Linked DNA regions of Sus scrofa: region 2 is linked to region 1. The links are chromatin contacts, called in public Hi-C maps. All regions are on one chromosome and are shown on one strand. The core of a region is the stretch at or near the end of the contact, and the rest is flanking DNA. Distances in the headings are between cores, read along the strand shown. Region 1 holds the start of AIMP1 (aminoacyl tRNA synthetase complex interacting multifunctional protein 1). Region 2 holds the start of INTS12 (integrator complex subunit 12).

The links. A called contact is a pair of places that touch in the nucleus more often than the background predicts.
Region 2: a contact with region 1 is called in a Hi-C map of mesenteric adipose tissue, with 1.8 times the contacts expected there. The contact joins the promoter of INTS12 here to the promoter of AIMP1 in region 1. A contact is called at or near these places in 2 of 47 Hi-C or Micro-C datasets (heart right ventricle and mesenteric adipose tissue) and 1 of 2 datasets of contacts at active chromatin or transcription factors (skeletal muscle).

The regions. Positions count from the first base shown.
Region 1 is chr8:115,474,747-115,479,762 of Sscrofa11.1, forward strand. AIMP1 (aminoacyl tRNA synthetase complex interacting multifunctional protein 1) reads right to left here and starts at 1,924. Exons shown (of 7, transcript NM_001114283.1): 1 at 1,887-1,924. The coding sequence starts at 1,888. It overlaps TBCK (TBC domain-containing protein kinase-like protein), which reads left to right and starts at 2,030. Exons shown (of 26, transcript XM_021101700.1): 1 at 2,030-2,511.
Region 2 is chr8:116,029,681-116,034,510 of Sscrofa11.1, forward strand. INTS12 (integrator complex subunit 12) reads left to right here and starts at 2,184. Exons shown (of 7, transcript XM_021101712.1): 1 at 2,184-2,322. It overlaps GSTCD (glutathione S-transferase C-terminal domain-containing protein), which reads right to left and starts at 2,196. Exons shown (of 12, transcript XM_021101711.1): 1 at 1,950-2,196. The coding sequence starts at 2,151.

The DNA.
Region 1 (5,016 bases), core at 674-3,173:
CAGCACAGTATTAACTACAGTCACCATGCTGTACATTACATCCCTATAACATATTCATTTTATAACTGGGAATTTGTTCCTATTTTTGATTGTTTTTCTTCACTCACCAGAGAGGCTTCTTCCCCATTACTTATGAGGACACAGGGTATTCTGGAAGGTTTAAGGGATGGCAATGAGAGCATGGCTACAAAAAGACAGCCCATGTTTTTCAGATACTGTGGTCATTAACACAGAAAACCTTTCCAGTGATATAAGCTAAGATTTTAAAAGGGGTATGTGAAGGTCTCCTATAGCTCTCTTATAAAACAAGGTCATCTTTTACCTGACTCAGATTTTCTTCAGTAGGATTTAACCAGACCTTTCCTTTGGCACTCACCACTGTACTTTTTTCAATTCCTGTCACAGAACACAGTTAATAATATTAGCTATTACTTTAATGGGCCATGCATTGTCATTTCATCTCTACAATCTTATCTGGCACTATTTCTCTTCTATAGATAAACTCAGAGAAATTATGTAACTTGTCTAAATCCACTCATATATTAAATGGTAAAGCCATGACTTTAACTTGTGTTTGTTACTCCAAACCTCACAAAGTCATTTCTAAAGTGTTTCCCAAGCCTAATTAGAGAACATTAACTCACCATCCATTAATATGCTCATGCTCTAAATTAAGAGCACTTAGAATCTGACTGGCCATTTCTTACCAACCCTAGTTAAGCCATCATAATGTCTCCTATGGATTCCTGTAAAAGCCTCCTACCTGGTCTTCTTCCTTCCCCTCTATTTACTTAATTATGTTTTTGTTTTGTTTTGTTTTTTTTACCACCATACCTGTGGCAAATGGAAATTCCAGGAGGTAGGTTGGGGTCTAATCGGAGCTGCAGCTACAGGTCTAGGCCACAGCCACAGTCAGGCCAGGCCAGACCCAAGCCCATTCTGCGACTTACTAGGGAACTTGCTCCCACCGAGCGGGGCCAGGAAGGGCACCGCATCCTCACACTGTGTCAGGTTCCCAACCAACCCACTGAGCCCCACTGGGTACTCCACTTTGTTCTTGAGATCAGCCAGAAAAACCCTTTTTAAAAGGAAATCAGATTACATAACTTAACTAGTCAAAACTGTCCAAAGGCTTAAAATGCGCTGAAGATCCTTCATGACTCTCAGATTCTGTCTCCAGCTTTTACCCCTTCACTCAACTCTGACGTAAGGTTTCTTTGCTGTTCAGCAGAGATTTCTGCCCCATGGTCTTGGCAAAATCTATGCCTTATGACTGATTGCACGTCCCCAAAAATATCCTTAAGACTAATTCTCTTGCTTCTGACAGCTCTTAACTCGAGAGCCATCTTTTCCGTGTAACCTTCTCTGGTCACAATAAAATTCCGACTTGCTTTGCTACTTTTCTTTTCAGAACTCATTACGACCTAAGATATGGTATGTTTTCTTAACTTTGTTTAGTGTGTGTCCCCCTCAATAAAATGTGAATTACAGGGAGCCAGGAATTTTTGTCTGTTTCGTTCATTGCTTTGTATCAGAGCCTAAAACAGGGCTTGGACATGGCGGGCGCTAAGTAAGTTGTAGATTAAATTAATTCCTGTCACCGCCCTCCCCATCCCAGTTCTCTCTCTCTCAAATAAACATGTTTGTGCAATATCTTTTCCAGTAACATCCTTCCCCTTGACCTCGCATTCCATTTCCCAAACTTGGTTCCTTCAAAAGATCCCAGGCTCTTCCCTGGCTCCTCACGCCAAGAGTGGCGCCGCTGCGAGCTGACTCCCTCCTAGCACCTGCCGGCCGGGTTCTACCTCCCGAAGGCCAGTAAGGGAAAGGGGACTCCAAATGATCGTAATCCCCCTATCCCGAGACCCTCTGCGGAAAACACTCACATGAATTGGTGGACAGGGAACCCCGGCAGCCTCTGCCCGGAGCAGGAAGGGACTGCCTCCCGCTCACGACGGCAGTGAGAAAGGACCCAGTTAGGTGTCCCTGCTAAACGCCTTAGCGGTCCGCAGACTCGACAGCAAGCTCTGTGGCCCTCGTCCTGTGCGCAGCCACATCACACTCCCCGTCGCTCATTCCTCCAGCCAATAACGCCAACCCTTCTGCACCTCTTCCTCGATCGCTATATTTCGTCGCCAGGTTGGGCAAGAGGCAAGACGCCGGACGTCGGGGTCTTTCCTTAGAGTGCCCTCGCGGAGGCTGTGAGGTCAGAGGAAACGGCCTGGAAGAGCTGGGGCTTGGGCGAGACCTAGGAGCCGTCACCGGAAAGCGCCAGGCTCGCGTTCCTGGCCAGATTCCGAGCTGGCAACTCTGGCTGATTTAGCTCGTGGGCAAAGGGCAATCTCTGAGCTCCCGACATCCAGAAGCAGTGTCTTCTGTAGTAGCACCTTAAATGCGGAGCCCGGTGCCCTAAGCGATTAGCGGCAACACCAGCCACAGCGACAGCGCTGGGGCCCTGTGTAGAAGCTCCATCCCCTTGTCTTTGGTCAGCCTGCGTCCCCAAACCCAGAGGCAGGTATTTGGGTTTCCCAGTTTTCTGTGTCGTAGTGGGTGGGACTGTTGGGAATGTAGAGGAAGGTTAGGTGTAGCGAGTGGCCCTGCACTTGCGCCCGGAGTGATAGAAGCCACCAGTGCAGTTTGCTGGTTGCTTAGTACCTTCTCCTTCCTTACCTTCAGCCCGCCTTCCCGCTACACACTCGAGACCTCTGTGAACTGCTGGCAGCTTTTTGAAAGTAACCGCTGCCTGACTGTTGCAGGGGAAGTTTGCAAGAGGAGCTTAGAGAATGTGAAATCGGCTCTCCATTGCTCAGCAGAGATTCCAAACTCTTGCTTTGGTTGCTTTCTGGATTTCAGAGATTTAGTCATTTGTCAAGATGTGACATTCCCTTGTGCAGTGGAAGAATGTGAACAAATGAAAGTTGCTTTGGAATTGTCAGTGGTTGCTTTTCAAGGCCTCTTGTTCCTGTTTTTGTTTGCGACAGAGAGACAGCTTTTTGAAGGAAAGCATATAAAATAAGTGAAGTAGTATTAACCCATTGAAGAAATGTGTAAACTGTTTTATTCATAATGAAATAAGCATCTCTTGTCCTTTTTTTGACCCTTTTTTTCCCTTATTTGATCCATTTCCATTTTAAGTTCTTTGAGGGCAGATTTCGTGTCCTGATTTCCTGGTTGGTCCTGAAGCTAGAAAAACACCTGACTTAAAATAGGAACCTCAAAATATTTGTGGAATGAATGAATTTTCAAACCTAACTGCTTATGTTGTTTTTACTCAACTAATCTCTCACCTCAGCTATTTTTTTCCCACTGTTTTTTCCCCCACTCACCAAGTGTGAGCACATCCATGTGTGTGCATTGTTATGTATGAGCCATTTCAGGTGCACCATCTAAGACATAGTTGAAGCAGAACACTGATGAAATCATTCATGCTAGTTTTTTTAATCTTTTTGAATCATTTGCATTTTTTGTATTTTGTTATTTGATTTTTATTTGTCTAAGTGATCGAGGTGTCTAATCGAAGATCACATTATAGTATAAAAGGATTGCATAATAAAATGTAGCAGTTCAGTGTCCTCCTTCCCATCCTCAGTCACATTCCTTCAGAGCTAACCACTTAACGTTTTCTAATATTTAGGTCTGTGTGTTGGATAATAAGCTAAATTGCTAATTCTTTTTTTAAATTGACTTCTTAAGATAGCGCACACTACCACCATCTCTCTTCCCCCAATTTTAGGATAGTTCCCACAAATTTAGTTTTTGTATTGGTTAGTTTTATAATTTTAAACAATATATGTAAACAACTTTTTTCACATCAAAAAATTTTTTTCACATCAGAGTATTTTTTTGTTTTTTTCAACATCAAAAATATGCATATTTGACTCCTTTTTTTGGTAGACTGAGGAAAGTAGTGACTCTACCTTACCCTTTATCACTGCACAAATCATATTGATTCCCATCTTACTTTAGATGGAACTTTACTTAATACACTGTCAAAGTTAATAATAGTTACAAGATATTTCATAACTGCAATTGCCTTTTGCTTTATGTGCTAAAAACAAGTAAAATGCTACAATATTAATTATGTCTTTGTAAATAATCTGCAGTGCAGAGCCAAGCTTGCTATGATATATTTCCTTCCCAGTATTTTAATTTAATGACTTATGTGCCACACTCATGAGAAAATTTCTAATGTCAAATTGATTCTTCTTTCTCTCTGATATCAAAAATTATGCCATGGTTAAGTGTGCTTAATTTTTTGGATTATATATTTCTCATATAGTTTTTGACCCTTTTCACTTTTACAAAGGATTTTGTACTTTCTTTGAGGGAATGATGTATATGCTTTGTTCACCCCATCTTCTCACTCTGTGTGAGGAGCTTCTGTGCCATTTCTCTGCTTGAAGGCATTCCCCTTGGAGCCCACTTCCTTCTGCTTAGTTTGAACAGATTGTTTTCTAGTCCTTTTGTACAGCTTCTGTACTAGGTTATTTTCCTTGAATTCTTGAATAAGATACATTGATTCTTACATTGATTCTTAACCCTACATCTTTTATTACTTGTCTTTCTCCTCAGTTTTGATAGAATACCTCCTAAGGGAGCTTTTCATAAAAGATATGTGGATGGTGATTTTATTTTCTTTTTTAATTTTGTACAGCTATAAATTATTGATAGTTTGGCCATATATAGAAACAAAATTACAAATTTTCAAGTGTTCCTCATCTTTTAACTTCCATTACTGCTCATCAGAACATGAGAATGCCAGTGGGATCTTGATTTGTTAATGCCTAAACTATTTATTTTCTCTCTGAAATGATTAAACTTTTTAGTTATGCTTGATGCTTAGAAAATTTGTGGATGGCATGTCTTGGTATGAGTTTATTCTCCTTACAATGAACTCATTTAAAGAGCTAGTTTAAATATCTCAGTGTGGGTCTTTCTTTTTTTTTTATTTATTCATCTTGAAATTAGAAGCTTTTTAAATTTGAGGGTACATATGTCCCTTCAACTGCCAGGAAT
Region 2 (4,830 bases), core at 934-3,433, 560 kb after region 1:
AGACTGACCTCATAATTAACAGAGATCCAGAGCATGAAACACTAACGTGTTGGAAACATCAGCAAGCCCGAAATATAATTACTGAATCCCCACAGCAAACGATACTTATGCTTATTATGAACTAAATGGTTTAAATCCTTGTTTCCCATGTACCACTCATAACAAAATTAGTAGGCTACTTTAAAAAGCTGAACATAAAAACAACAAAACAACATATGCTAAGGAACTGTATATGCTACAGATGTTTTAATTGACTAGCCTCAGAATTTGTTGTTTCAAGGTCTGCTAAATTGTTGCTGTTAGAAAATCCAATTAGATACACAGTTATTCTTATTTCAAATGGCAGTGGATACAAAAGCTACAAAGTAAACACGGGTTAAAATAAAAGCAAAATCAAACCCCACAAAACACTTGATGAACCCACTACTATATAAAAAGTTTAAGTTCGAATTTTGTTTAAAGCAAACAGGTAAGAGAAGTGTAAAAAAAAAATTTCTTTTCAAATCTCACTGACTTTCTCGCAGATTTATTTTGGAAGTTAGGCCTCTTAAAACAATGCCTTCAAACAATTTCAAATAATGAGTATGCTTAAGGCAATCATCTCAGTAGAGTATATTCTCCACCAGGTAGTTAAAAAAAGTCCCAGAGCTTAATGTTGGATTTATTAAATACAACAGCAAATCAATCAATTGAATTTATAGCAAAGAATTTATTTTCATAATATTTAAATGGCCATGGTTAATGTTTATATTGTCACACCACTAGTCTTGCCAGCTTTTGCATTTTTCTCCTTTAAACACTGTTCCTAGATAAGCTTAGAAAAATGTAAACATACTCTACCTTTCTTAAATAATTTAGCACAAGATCTATTATTAAATGTTGGCAAGAACTTATGACAAGGAATGGGCTCCCGGCATTAAGAGATCATGACCTTAAGAGTATCGGCGGAGTTCCCATTGCCGCGCAGTGTAAATGAATCTGACTAGTATCCATAGGATATGGATTCAATCAGTGGGTCGCAGATCCCACCTTGCCCTGAGTGGTGGTGTAGGTCACAGACTTTGCTCGGATCCTGAGTTGTTGTGGATTAGGCTGGTGGCTATAGCTCAGATTCCACCCCTAGCCTAGGAACTTCCATATGCCTAGACTGTGGCCCTAAAAAGCAAAAAAAAAAAAAAAAAAAAAAAAAAAAGGGGGGGAATAAGGGGAAAAGGAGTTCCCGATGTGGCTCAGCAGTAACGAATCCGACTAGTGTGCATGAGGACACTAGTCTGATCCCTGGCCTCAGTGGGTTAAGGATCCCATTGCTAGGGCTGTGGTGTAGGTCGGCAGCTGTAGCTTCCATTGGACCCCTAGTCTGGGAATTACCATATGCCAAGGGTGTGTCCCTAAAAAGCCGAAACAAACAAACAGTCACCTAATCCCAAACCAAGTAGAATTGGTGTGGGAAGTACGTGTATTAGTAAACGTTTCTGAAGTAAAAGCAATTTTCATGCAAGTTAAACCCAAACTTTCTATAGGAGTTTAAACCAAAGTGAAACGCTACTTTGATGGTAGTGCAGAAACAAATCGCCCAAAATGTAGGGGGTTCTTTGGAGCAACTGTTAGGTAGTATTCACATACTACTGCTTTCTCCAATGAGGAAGGGCTGGAATAGAAAACTCAGTAGAAAAAAAGATAAAAGTTAAAAGAGTGACCCAAGAGGTCTTAACTACACTTAGCAGCAAATGGCGAACGACCGAACAGACTGCTGCAACTGGAAGCTGCTCCTTTCCCCTTCAGTAAATGAAGCCATGGGGACTGGCCCTGGAAAAATTGCGAAGGGGCCCGGACCCCTCCACTCTTCCCGCCCTTCTTCGCATCGTCAACCCTGCCGGTCCCTGGATGAAAGAGGAGTCTTTGCAGGGTCTTGAGGACTGAGGAGCCGGCGGCGCGAGCGCCCTCCTTACCTGGTCGCAGAGGCGCGGCCAGGCAGGGAGGGTGCGTGAACGTGTCAACACTGGCCGCCAGCGCATTCCCGCCCCGCCCGAGCCGGGTTTCCCGAGGTCGCTTTAGGAAGTCTTCGCCTGCAGACCGCTCGCAGCTCCACGCGGCAGGGAAAAAAACAACAGAAGCAGCGCCGGGGAAACAGCAGCACCTGCCGTCATTCATAATCCGGCGCACCGGAAGAAGGTGGTTACGTCACTTCCTCCCGTCGCACAGTGAAAACGTTCCCCAGTCGACCCTGCTGCGGGAACTTTTGTTTTTCCGCTCTCCCGGCGGGCTAGTGCTGGGACCTGTTCGTCAGGCCACCGGGAACGGACGGAGCAGCGGGGCGGAGCGGTGAGTTGCGACGAGCCCCTCGGTTCCCAGCCGCCTCTGGGAGGCTTGAGACCTCCGCGAGGGGTGAAGTGGGACGGTAGTACTGTGCGGTCTTAGTTTCCTCGCCTCTTGTGAGGAAACTCATAATTTGCAGGCGGTCGAATGCCCAGTCTGACCATTCTCCCCTTACAGTTGGGGTCGTGCTTCCCCCGAAGGTTTTGCAGGCTGGGGTCAGCGGACCGAGGTTACAGCCCCAGGGATTGGGACCTTGGAACCCTGTCTCGGACCTTCCTCGGAAGGTTTTGGCGACTTCTCTGTGCAGCTCCCTCTGCCTCCTCTCATCTTCATTGGGCTCACTTGTCAAGACCCTTCCCGATGTTAGGCCTTCGGTGGGTCTTGCCTTTGATCAGAAGATTGATATTCCTTTTCTGAGTGTCGTTTTTCAGATTTTCTGTCGGTTGGTTGGTTTGGAATTAGGTTCTTTCCGCCTGTTGTCGTTTCCGGATGTGTGCCTAAGGTCATCAGTGTAATCCAGGGCCAAGATCCAGGAGGAATAAAAAGGGCAGTATCTTTAAAAGGGTATTTATTAGGATGAGTTGCATGAGTTTGCAAAGGGCAAAGCTTTCTAGAGCCGTTATTGAGGTGGCAACCCCAATATTGCACTCTGCCTGAATAGGTTCAGCTTCCTTCATCTCGTGCACGTGAAACTCCAACTTTGGACTTCTTTTAATGTTAGCTTGTAAGATAGATAATGGGATCTAGAGGAAAGCATATATTTATATATGAATACCCAATTTAGGTTGGAGAAATCACAGAAGCCCTAGAAAGTGACATTTAAAAAAACCCTAGTGCATTCACTCAACAAATATTTTTGAGAATATGTTAAATTCCAAGCACTAGGTATGTAACAGTTCTGAATAAAAGAATTCCCTTCTTGCATGGAGTTTACAGTCTAGTGGGGTTAATGAATTTAAATCACATGGAGGATTGGGTAGAGAGTAATGCAGATAGGAACATTGTACAAATCCCATGTCATGAAAAAGGTGTTTTCTGCTTTGTATTGTTTTTGCTTTTTTGATATTTGAGGGCTTGAGGTGGGATTGGGGGTGGGAGGAGTCTGGAGGGTGGTAATAGCTTTGAGTTTCTTTTTTGTTGCTTATTGCAGAGGGACTTTGGAAATGATTAGAATTGTGTAGAAGGAAAAAAACTATTATCCTTTGATCTCTAATAATTCTTTGGCCATTATTTTTTGGTACTTTACAAAATACAAACGTGATGGTAAAAAGATAGCCTTTCCCCTTAAAGTAGTCAGAGATTTATAGAGAATATAACAAATGTGCAAAAAAAAGAAAACAGAAAAAAAAAGACTGTGGTTCAAGGTAGAAAGTTCCAGTACCTTGAGAATGCACTCCAAGATTTCCCAGGGGAGGGCAAGATTATTATTATTATTATTTATTTATTTATTTATTTATTTATTTTTGTCTTTTGTCCTTTTAGGTCCGCACCAGCAGCTTATGGAGGTTCCCAGACTAGGGGTCCAGTCGGAGCTGTAGCTGCAGGCCTCCACCACAGCCACAGCAACGCCAGATCCAAGCTGCGTCTGCGACCTATACCACAGCTCACAGCAACGCATGATCCTTAACCCACTGAGCGAGGTCAGGGATTGAACCCGCAACCTCATGGTTCCAGTTCAAATTCGTTTCCACTGCGCCACGACGGGAATTCAGCAAGATTATTAGTATTATTGGGTGAGTAGGGTCCTCATCAGTACCCTCATGGGTCTTGATAGGATATGGAAATATGAAAATGGGTAAAAAAGCTCTCCAGACAGAAAAAAAATTGAGAAGTAGCAAGTCCAGCTAATGATTCTGGTCTATGGGAGATCTGGAGATGAAGAATTAGTTTTTGTGCCAGTTATTGAGTCTTTTTTTTGGGGGGGTGCACACCTGAGGCATATGGAGGATCCCAGGCTTGGGGTCGAATCGAAGTTACAGCTGCCACATTATGCCACAGCCATAGCCACACAGGATCCAAACTGAGTCTGCAACCTACACCACAGCTCACAGCAACACCGGATCCTTAACCTGCTGAGCGAGGCCAGGGATCAATCCTACAACCTCATGGTTACTAGTCAGATTAGTTTCCACTGAGCCAGAATGGGATCTCCTACTGAATCTTTTTAAATGCTAGGCCAAGAAGTTAGGCTTTATTTTAAAGGGAATGGGAAGTCTTAATTTTTGAGGAAGAAAGGAAGCAGGGAGGGAGGAAGAAGAAGGAAGGGAGGGAGGAAGGGAGATAGGGAGATGTGTTAACAGGAACATTAATATGGCAACAGTATTGAAGTCCAAGACAATCACTAGATTATTGCTACAGTGCAAAAAGCTGATAAAGACCTGAATCTGAGTAGTAGCAGTGGAAATGGAAAATAGCAACAAATGTGAGAAATGTTGAAATATAGGAATTGGGGAGGACTCAGGCAAAAATGTAGGCCTCAGGCCTGATTAACGGAGAGTATGTCATTTATTGAAA